Linked DNA regions of Ovis aries: region 1 is linked to region 2. Evidence: chromatin contacts called from public Hi-C data. All regions are on one chromosome and are shown on one strand. Each heading gives the region's core, a stretch centred on a gene start, on an enhancer-like site or on the middle of the called end of the contact. The rest is flanking DNA. Distances are from core to core; before and after follow the strand shown.

Region 1 (5,425 bases), core at 231-2,730, 300 kb before region 2:
ATGCTCCATTCCAAAGGCAGTGATTTAATAATGCCACAATTTAGTTATCAGGATACAGATGCTCTGAATGGCTAAGTAGGTCATTGTGTTCATGGGGCAGATGTCAGAACTGTTTGCCAGATGACAAAGATATGACCCTGGGCTGTTTCTATTCCATTTATACAAGACCTAACTCACCCATTAGCAATCTCTGCTATTTACAGCTTTACTCTAAGGAACTTATTAGGAGGCTGCAAGAAATCCCCTCGTGCCATTTACACCTTCAGAACTCAAAATAACCTGTGCATATGGTAATAGGAGCCTGACAGACAAGAGTCCCTGCACTCAGCCCGGCAGAGAGGCTGTAAAAGTGTCTGCCCTTTAGTGGCCTTCTGTGCCTGCTGCATTCCAGTGAACATATGTATGTCAAGACCCTGCAGCCCTTTCTGCTTACAGCACTGAGAACGAGCTGTCACTTAATGTGCAGAGGTCATGAGATTATGTCCCCTGTGCTATCTGAACAATTTCCTCATACTGCGTTCCTCACCCACAAATCTCACTGACCAAACCACTCTCCCTCCCCTAATACTGGCTGTGCCCTCCCTGCTCTCACCATGCGTGGCCCCAAGACTTCATCACCTCTGCAGACCCTCCCCATGATGTCCAGGCTCACCACCTCTCCAGAATCCCGCGGCCACCACCCCCTCCCCCCCCCCGCAATCACTCCTGCACATCGATTTCAGCAGGTTCCTCGTCACCTCTGTGATCACTTCTGTGGCCCCCAAGACCTTTACGCATGTTATCCAAGCAGACCCTACCCATGGCTACTTATCCCCTCTACAGCCTTGCCGCTCTTCCCTCACTGCCCAGACAGACCCTGAATTCCTCAAGCTGACCCTCCCCTCGGTGGCCGGTTATCTCTTCAGCCTTCACCAAGACCCTCCCCCTGATACACACACAGGTCCGCGCCAAGCGGCTGTCACCAGGGACACGCCCGCAGGGCCGCCGCCTTCCGGACCGCCGGCCGGCCCCCGCCCGCCCGCGGGACTCACAGGGCATTCTCGTGAGCACGTTGCGCGGCGCCTTCCTGCTCCGACCCGGACCCCGCCGCCGCGCCTCGGCGGCCTCGTCCCCTTCCTCTTTGGTCACCATGAGGCGGCGGAGGCGCTGGATGCGCTCGGGGTCCGGGGCGGGGGCGTCCGGGCGGCGGCGGGTCCTGCCCGAGGGCGCGGAGGCCGCAGCGGGGCCCCCCGAGCCAGCGGCCGCGCCCCGCGCCCGTCCGCGCCCGCCGCTCCGTAACCCGGTCCTGAGGAAGCTCTCGTATTCGGCCACGTTGTTGAAGCAGGGCGCGTTGGGGTAGGGAATGGGAGGCAGGTGGGGCGCATACAGGGCCAGCAGCGGGTCGAAGCTGTCAGAGCTGACATCCAGCCGCGGGCTGGGCGGGCGCGCGGGGCTCCCGGCGCGAGCCGACCTCGCCCCCCGCTCCCGCTCCTCCATGTTTGAAAGGCCCGCAAGCCGAGGCCGATGGGAAGAAGGAGCGGGGCCGCCAGAGGGCGTCACCGCGCAGCCGCGGCGCAGGGTCTCATCTCACTGCGCCCGGGCGGCCGCCAGGGGGCAGCGTCTGCCTGCGCTCTGCGCCGCCCGCGGTGTGGTGTGCGGCAGCTACTCGCCCGCGGCTCGGAGCGCATCAGCGTTTGGGGAAAGAGGTTCATTTGCGTTAACGCAGCGTTTTCCCATCAATATTATTATCACTTTCGGTGTTTGCTGATAGTCCAGATTCCCTGGGGATGGAGCCCGGGCCCGTCAGCTTGACAAGCTCCCCAGGTGTTTCTCGGTTCTCTGGAACTGTGGTCTACTAGTAGCTTGAGCTGGCGGGAAGCAACGGCAAGAGGGCAAAGTGAAAGTGAAAGTCGCTGCGTCGCGTCCGACTCTTTGCGACCCCATAAACTGGAGTGGGTTGCCTTTCCCTTCTCCAGGGGATCTTCCCAACCCAGGGATCGACCCCAGGTCTCCTGCATTCTGGGCAGATTCTTTATCAGCTGAGCTACAAGGGAAACCCAAGAAAACTGGGGTGGGTAGCCTATCCCTTCTCCAGCGGATCTCCCCAACCCAGGAATCCAACGGGGGTATCCTGCATTGTAGGCGGATTCTTTACCAACTGGCAGAAAGTGAAGAGGAGCTAAAAAAAAGCCTCTTGATGAAAGTGAAAGAGGAGAGGGAAAAAGTTGGTTTAAAGCTCAACATTCAGAAAACGAAGATCATGGCATCAGGTCCCATCACTTCATGGAAAATAGATGGGGAAACAGTGGAAACAGTGTCAGACTTTATTTTGGGGGGCTCCAAAATCACTGCAGATGGTGATTGCAACCATGAAATTAAAAGACGCTTACTCCTTGGAAGGAAAGTTATGACCAACCTAGACAGCATATTCAAAAGCAGAGACATTACTTTGCCGACTAAGGTCCGTCTAGTCCAGGCTATGGTTTTTCCTGTGGTCATGTATGGATGTGAGAGTTGGACTATGAAGAAGGCTGAGCTCCGAAGAATTGATGCTTTTGGACTGTGATGTTGGAGAAGACTCTTGAGAGTCCCTTGGACTGCAAGGAGATCAACCCTGGGTGTTCTTTGGAAGGAATGATGCTAAAGCTGAAGCTCCAGTACTTTGGCCACCTCATGCGAAGAGTTGACACATTGGAAAAGACCTTGATGCTGGGAGGGATTGGGGGCAGGAGAAGGGGACGACAGAGGATGAGATGGCTGGATGGCGTCACTGACTCGATGGATGTGTCTGAGTGAACTCTGGGAGATGGTGATGGACAGGGAGGCCTGGTGTGCTGCGATTCATGGGGTCACAAAGAGTCAGACACGACTGAGTGACTGAACTATCAGGGAAGCCCAGGAAGAGGGCAAGGAATGTCCCAATTTGTGCTTATGCTGAGCATCACTGGAGTTCAGACGCCTGGGCTCCAGCTATTTAGCTTCTCTGAGCTTTCCATTCTCTTTTGAGATACTAGCAGTTCAGTTCAGTCGCTCAGTCCTGTCTGACTCTTTGCTAGAAACTGTTTCAAGGAACTGTCTGAAGAACCAAAGATATGCATATGGGGCGTAATAAATGCTCTACGAATGTTAACATTAAGTGTACAATGAAAGTGAAGAATTATGAGTGGACCCTAGTACTGCATTTCTTATACCTAGGCAAAAAGAAATTTACACACACACCAGACAGATGCTAGTATTAAAGAAAATTCACCATCATTGATCTTCTAAGTATTGCTAAGCACCTGGAGGAAAGGAGGATCCCACAACTGGGATGGCATATTTATAAAACCTGGCTGTACTTTAGAGCCTCTGTTTAGCAGACACTTTTTTGTTTCTCGATGTTAAAATAATAGTGTAGTCCACATCAAAGGCCCAGATACTACCCCCTCAACCAGTAGAACCAAGATGTTTCTAGTCACCTAGACATCACACGAACCACTCCTGTCACCACTCTCCCAAACTGCAAACCACTGGCATTAATTCTATACTAGTGGCTTCTGTGTCTATTTTGAAGTTTCCTTAAGCTTTGGAAAGGAAGCCCAAGAAAATACTAGTCTCTTAAGAGAGGATGAAAATTAATATACAACTGTGAAGTATACTTTAGAATAAAGACATACTGCAAAATAAAGATGACAAAGCAGCCAACAGTACTTGGGGCAGGGGAGGGGGGAGGCCATGTGGCATGCAAGATCAAACACATGCCCTCTGCACTGGGAACCCAGAGTCTTAACCACTGGACAGCCAGGGAAATCCCATCCAACACTGCTTCTGACAGCATTACTTAACTCAATAGGTATGATTATAGCATAAATATTAAACCCAGGATATTCGTTTGCTCAAAACCACCCTCCCCAAGACAAACCTCACTCCTGCAAACTGCTGGCAATTCAACCAGCAAGCACATGTCCTCCTATAACAAAATCAAGTGATACCTTTGTTGTATCACAGAACACCCACAGGAAACACAAAACTTTCTTGGGTGGCTGTCTTAAAAATTTGTACAAACACCTACTTATCTATACTTGTTTTGATATAGAATGCTCTAATTTGTTTACCATTATGTTTGCCAATCAAGAGCTACATTCTTACTGCCTTACTTGGCCTATCAATGTATCTAGATGTACAAGTCTAGGTTTTGGTATAGACTAGTTACCCAAAGTGTGGTTATTGACCACACCCATCAAAAGTCTTTGAATCCCAAACTCTTCATGAGGAGAGAGCTTGGAACTGGCATTTTAAAAGAGCATTTCAAGTAAATTTTTGTATCCAGTAGTCTGTGAACCACCACTGTGATGAAGGGATGTGAGCCTGGCTTATGTAAGGATGTTCACACATGAAAGTTGGACTCATATACTGCATTTGTATGAAAAAAAAGAAAAATTAGGCCAAGGGAGTTGAAACCTTTATTTTTTTTCTTCTCAAAGAAATTTTATCAATTACCAACTGTAAGCCATGTCTCCTATTCCCGTGGAGTGAGAACAGGGAGGGAAAAAAAGGCATCAACAGATGGGGTGTCAATTAGTGAGATGAGACCAGCCATCGCTCTTTCAAAAATACATTTTCTTGGCTGTAAATTCTACAGTGTAAGACCAGGCACTGTGATGTGGGCTTTTAATTAATTCTTTATAGAGCCAAATTAATCTTTTTCCTTTAAAATATGAACATAAAAGGAAATGTGAGTTCTCAAGCACCTACCCCCACTGCCTGCTCACTTCAGAGGCCACGAGCAACATGCAGTTCCTATGGCTCCTCGCCCAACTCCACATCAGCAGGTAGAACCCCTAGGGCTCCTCTACTACCTGTGACCCAAAGATGAGTGTTGGTCCCGCTGCTCTCCAAGTCAGACGTCACTGTTTTAGTATACAGAGGCTACCTGAGAATCTTTTTCAGGAAGTCCAACAGGAAGGTGACTTTCAAAACTGAAGTGCCAAGAAGACAGAGTATCTTCCTCCTGGCTCATTCAATCTCACATTTTCCTTCTCCCATATAGACATGTAACTAACTTCTCTTTCTCCTGAGAAAGAGTAAGCAGCCTTGTGATCACTGCCCCTGGTGAGATGAGGAGGGTCATGCTGACAACTCCACAAAATCAGTCCACACAATATTTATGCAAGGACACGCAAGCTACAACTCGTTAGTTCAGCCCAGGTTGCCAACTTGGATAATGGCACAAAGCCCTGAGTTTGCCCTGGAATTCCTGCATTCAGAGGCACGGGCATCAACCTATACTAGTTCAGGTCTGCCAAAGATGAATGCAATTAGGTGGGTGGGAAAGGTGAGGTTACCAAGGTCACTGGATTCTGTGGTAAAGAAAGAGCAGGCGACAGTAAAGTTTGGACTCATCTTCTAGCAGAGGTGAAAAAAGCTTGACAGGTTTTTGTTAAGACCCATGCCACAGTCTAAAAAT
Region 2 (5,284 bases), core at 1,113-3,612:
AAGAGGTATATGCTAGAGTAACGATTTAATAAGACTAATAATTATTTAAAATTAATAATTAAAAAATGAGAGCATTTCTGCCAAAAGAAATATATAAGAACATTATGGTATCTTTATTCATAGTGTTATCAAACAGTAAGCAATCAAAACATCCATCCACAGTAAAATGGGTGATCCAACTAGTCTATGCAGTGAGAATACTGCATACTCCATATACAAATGACCTTTGAACACATGGGTTTGAAGAGCATGGGTCCACTTACTCAGATACTTTTGAATTGTAAATACTACAGTATTATAACTCATGGTTGGTTGAATCTACAGATTGGAACCGTGGATATGGAATAGCAGATACAAAGGGCCGACTGCAAAGCTACACACGACTTTTTGGCTGCAGAGACGGTAGGCGCCTCTAGCCCCAGTGCCGTTCTAGGGTCAGCTGAACTACTCTATGCTTGTTGTGCCTTGTGAGGATCGCTCAGTCACGTCCGACTCCTTGTGACCCCATGGACTGTAGCCCGCCAGGCTCCTCTGTCCATGGAATTCTCCAGGCAAGAATACTGGAGTGGGGTGCCATGCCCTCTTCCAGAGGATCTTCCTAACCCAGGGATCGAACTCAGGTCTCCTGCATTGCAGGCAGATTATTTACCGTGTGAGCCAGCATGCTTACTAGCCCTTCATTAAAAACACTGAGCAAACGAGAACCCACCCGGTGGGTGTATGCATTTCTGTTCTGCTACCGCATCCTTGATTTTTCATAAGCACTGAACTTATAGAACACATATTTTTGTCCAGGAGATCAACCTTTTCAATTTATAGTCCATCCATTTACAAATCAATGACATATTAATAATCTGTTTTAAAAAGGCAAGCCACAGAGCAAGAGAAGGTTTTTGTACATATATACAGATATAGACCCAAACCACAGGACAAAACTCTGTAAAGCTATTAGAAGAATACAAGAGACCAGTGGGCAAAGGGCTTCTCATCTTATATTTTCCTGTATCCTTCCAGTTTTCCTGAAACTATGATATACTACTTGTATCATTTTAATTAACTTTTAGTCAATGATAATACATGAATATATATCCCTTATAAAAAATTCAACAATCCAGATACAGCAAACATCCCTGTTGCCCTGTAATCCTAGCTCCCTCTCTAATACCTAGAAAAAATGACTGAACTATTCAGGATGATTTTCCCAGATTTTTCCCCCTAATGGAGGGTTATTTTGTGGGCTTTGTTTGTTTTGCTTGTATGGCATAATGTGTGTCTTATCATGGAACTCACTTTCTTTCTACTCATTGTTATGTCTTTCACCATTTTCTATGTTGTATGTGCAAGACACCTTCATGCTTCATTCCAGTTTAAACGCCTTTCCTCTATGGACATATATCATCTCCTTCCTCCCTTCCTCCTCCTTTCTTTCTTTTCTGTTATTAGTCCTCCTATTTAATAAGAATAATCAAAGTCATTTAAATATTTATTCTTGCTTCATAAATTAAAAAGTTCCCCAAAGCTCCTGCCTCATTCTAGTCTCAGAAAGCACTGTCTTATCTTGGGGATTTCTCCAGCTGTCTAAGTAGAAAGCAGAGCTCACAGCCTCCCATGTGGCTCATGGGATCTTAATTCCCACGAGGGGTTGAATCTGTGTCCTCGAAGTGGAAGCGTGAAGGGTCCTAACCACTGGACCACCAGGGAAGTCCCAAGCCCTGATTGTTTGCTCTGTCTCCTCCCCACTCAGATTCCCCTAAGGACGACGATCAGTACCGGAAACCCACGCTTTTGTTCTTTCACTTCTGCTACTGATGTGCTGTGTGACTTCAGGTGAGTTACACCCTCTCTGATCCTCCTTTCCTAACACGCATAGAGGAAGTTGGGCCATATAAACTGTTGGGGTCTCTCTTAGCTCTGAAGGCCTTTGATGTGAGTGTTCTGTTGACCGCAGTGGTATTTGCAACTGACCACGCAGGCAGGGATGCCTGAGACAGGATTTCCTTTCCTCGTAGCCCCGTCCACAGTCTGCCTCTTGGGGGTCTGTACGTGGGAAGCTAACTGCTGCTCCTTGTGCAGAACAACTCATGAGAGACACTGGGAACTGGGCCCTCGGGGACCTGTCCTCCCCCACCTGCACGTCTCCTCATCTTCCTGAGGCCTCGAGTGGTTTCTCCTGTGTGTCTTATCCTTGTGACTTCTGATGGCTATGTTGCCATAGCAACCAGGCCCGCTGAACCATGTTTAAAAACCTGTTACCATGAAGAGGAACACTTAGTCCATTTTGAGGGGAACAGAGAGGCTATTACTCCCCACAAAATAGACTGTGTTTCAGAGACGGTCAGGAGGGAAGGGTCCAAGAGAAGAGCTGATCCAGATCCCCGGCTGCAGACACGAGGCACCGATGTGGACGGGGCCGGCTCGCCGCAGCTCACATGTCCAGAGGACGAACCCTCTCGGGCTCTCGTTCTGAGTCTGTGCTCTCACTGCTTCCTTGCTGCCTCTACCTCCACTTCACCTCCTTCCAAATTCCTCCTCCTTCTGCCCCTCTCCCTGTGCCTCCAAGACGACCCTGCCAAACTGGACAACTGCAAACAGCCTGGCCCTTCACTCACCTTTTGGCTGCTTCTTCTCCAAACAGCGAAAGGGCCTTTAAAACAATAAATCAGAATCCGGCCCCCTCTAACCGCTTACAGCATCCCGAGGCTTCCCGAGGCGCCCCCTTGGTCCAGGACTGAGGCCCCGGCCTCTCCCACCTCAGTCCCAACCTGATCCACTCTGCTTCTTCACACCAGCTCACTCCAGGGTTCTCAGCATTTCTCAGAGACCTCATCATCTCCAAAACCAGCACATGCTTCCCAGCCCCTGCGACTCTCAAGCTATTCTGTTTCCCTGTTTATTCTTTCACAGCACCTACCCTCTGCACTCATGTCTCTGGTTGTTTACCGCTTCTATCATCACCCTCTCCAGAATAAAAATGGTGATTATTTGTCTGTCTTATTCATGGCCACTCCACTTAGGGATGCACCCAGCAATGAGAGGGTTCTCAACACCCTTCTGCTGAATGTGTGTGTGGACAGAGGATGGCAGGAATGGATGCTGAAAGATGTTCCTGCTGTGTCCTGAGAACCATGCCTTTCCTTCCACAGCACTGGCTCTGCCCATTCCCCTGTGCTTAGAGGGCCAGGCCCACCTGTGGACGCCTTATGGGACCAGAGCTGAGTGGAGAGCGCTGGGAGGGTGTGGAGAACGCAGCCTCCATGAGCAAGCCACGAACAAGCTGTGTGTGGTCCCAAGATGCAGAAGCATAGGGACTCGTGTTTTTGCCCATTAGCATAATTCAAAACAGTTATTTAGCTCTTACATGTCTTGGGGCTTCCCTTGTGGCTCAGCTGGTAAAGAATCTGCCTGCAATGCAGGAGACCTGGGTTTGATCCCTGGGTTGGGAAGATCCCCCGGAGAAGGGAAAGGCTACCCAGTCTAGTGTTCTGGCCTGGAGAATTCCATGGACTGTATAGTCCATGGGGTTGCAAAGAGTCAGACATGACTGAGCAACTTTCACTTTCATGTCTTACCTCCTTTCAGCCTCTAAACTGCCTTGCAGGGTGAGAATCCCTGTCTTCCATGACAACAAAGGAAGAAAGCACTATGTGCTCTCCCCTCAGCCCGGAACAGCTGTCCCTGATTCTCCATGAGGCCAGTTCCTGATCAGTTTTCAGGCCCCCTCCTCAGGGAGGTCCTCCCCTGCCCTCAAGACCACACTACAGGTGTACCCTCCAGATGTGGCAATCGTCTCTCACAGCGCTTGTTCTGCCAGTAAACACATCGTTTCCGTGTAGACACTTTTCAGGGCAGGTCTCCTCTCCACCACTCAGAACGTTGCACTGCATCCCCCAGTGCAATGCCTGGCCTGTGGTCGCGAGGAGTTATCTTGTATCTGACAAGTGAATGGAAACCCAGACTCTGACAGACTGCCAGGGCCCTGCTGCTAGCGGAAGAGGGGCAGTGGTGGGGAAGGCCAGGCCCCTCTGACTCCAGGACTTGCTTCTCCCAGTATCTGGGTGTCAGAGAGGTCTGAATGGAATGGAGAGGAGCGCGTGCCCGCCCTGGAAGAGCGCATAGCTGAGCGGCAGGGTTCCCAGGGTTCCCAGGTGGGATGTGCTGGAGGGTCCTCGGGCATCTGTTGCAGTGGGGGGACCCTTCTAGCCTGGAGACACGCCAATTCCTGGGGCTTAGGACTCACCAGAGCTTGCTCGATAAGCAAGCAGAACAGGATGGCATTGCCCACCTCCCTCAGGCTCTGGAACACATCAGTCTTGAGCTCTGCGTATTCGATGATGTCCTTCAGCTGGTGGTGAAAGAACTCTAGGATCCCTGGGAGGTGCAGGGGGAGGGTTAGTGGGAGGGTCATGCTAAGCACTGTATCTGCAATAGCTCATGTAACACTCATAAAAACACCCTGGACCAGGCACTATGACCCCTCTTTTCAGATGAGGCTCAGAGAGGGTAAGTGGCATCTCCACAGTCACACAGCCAGTAAGTAGGGCAGCTGGCAATGAAAGCTAGAGCTATCGGCCCCAGCCCTTTCTTGCTCTGACTCACACTGGCCCAGCACCCGGCATCTTGATATTTAGGAAAGACACCTGGTACTAAACTCATAGTCTCCACCCTTCCCCATCCCCCAGGCTCCAAACTCATTCCAGGTGCCGTCACTATCAGGGAAGGGAAGACTGGCTGACTTCTCTGCCCAGAGATTGAGTGGTGAAAACTCCTATTACCTGACTTACCTTAGAAATGCCATGTTATGCCACGCCTGGGGCATCAGTCTCCTCCAAATAGACACATGAAGGAAGGAATGTGGATGTGCTGAGCTAAGGAAGACCTTTACAACTAAACCTCGCTGCTCACAACCTAACGGTTCTCACATCTGTGGACCTCTTCCAGCCTCCGGGCAGTGCTGTGAAGCAGGCCCAGCGGGCACCACTTACGTTCACTGATGGAAGATGATACTCTTGTCAGACAAATCAGGGGGATTAAAAATGGTCCAGGGCAATTTAGTGGCAGAGAGAGGGTGCAAACCTAGCGTTGTGATAGCCTGCTGCCATGTCAGTGAAGCAAATACTTCAAGGCAGATTGCCAGAGCCCCCTTCCACCGTGGGATGGGTCTGGATTATTTTCCTATCACCACCCCCGCTCCTGGTTCCCCATCACCCACCTGGGGAGCCATACTCATGCCGGGGCAGACGGCATATCTTGGGCATGACCTCGATCAGTGTTTTCACGTACTGGA

Evidence for each region. Hi-C and Micro-C count contacts between places; a contact is called where the count stands out from the background.
Region 1: a contact with region 2 is called in a Hi-C map of hypothalamus, with 4 times the contacts expected there. The contact joins the promoter of LSM11 here to the enhancer-like site in region 2. A contact is called at or near these places in 7 of 16 Hi-C or Micro-C datasets (blood, hypothalamus, omental adipose tissue and 2 more).

The regions. Positions count from the first base shown.
Region 1 is chr5:66,922,998-66,928,422 of ARS-UI_Ramb_v3.0, reverse strand. LSM11 (LSM11, U7 small nuclear RNA associated) reads right to left here and starts at 1,480. Exons shown (of 4, transcript XM_015096165.3): 1 at 1,032-1,480. The coding sequence starts at 1,476. It overlaps THG1L (tRNA-histidine guanylyltransferase 1 like), which reads right to left. Exons shown (of 6, transcript XM_004009022.6): 6 at 4,404-5,425.
Region 2 is chr5:66,619,344-66,624,627 of ARS-UI_Ramb_v3.0, reverse strand. It overlaps CYFIP2 (cytoplasmic FMR1 interacting protein 2), which reads right to left. Exons shown (of 31, transcript XM_042250680.2): 25 at 5,210-5,284; 26 at 4,238-4,368. LOC132659896 (a long non-coding RNA gene) reads left to right here. Exons shown (of 2, transcript XR_009600908.1): 2 at 1,745-5,284. Among named protein-coding and RNA genes, the nearest start is that of FNDC9, 16 kb to the right of the region's middle. Within about 2 kb of position 2,362, at least 1 of the 54 cell types and tissues checked has an H3K27ac peak or open chromatin away from gene starts, as enhancers often do. A contact at or near this core is called in hypothalamus, where this site is marked.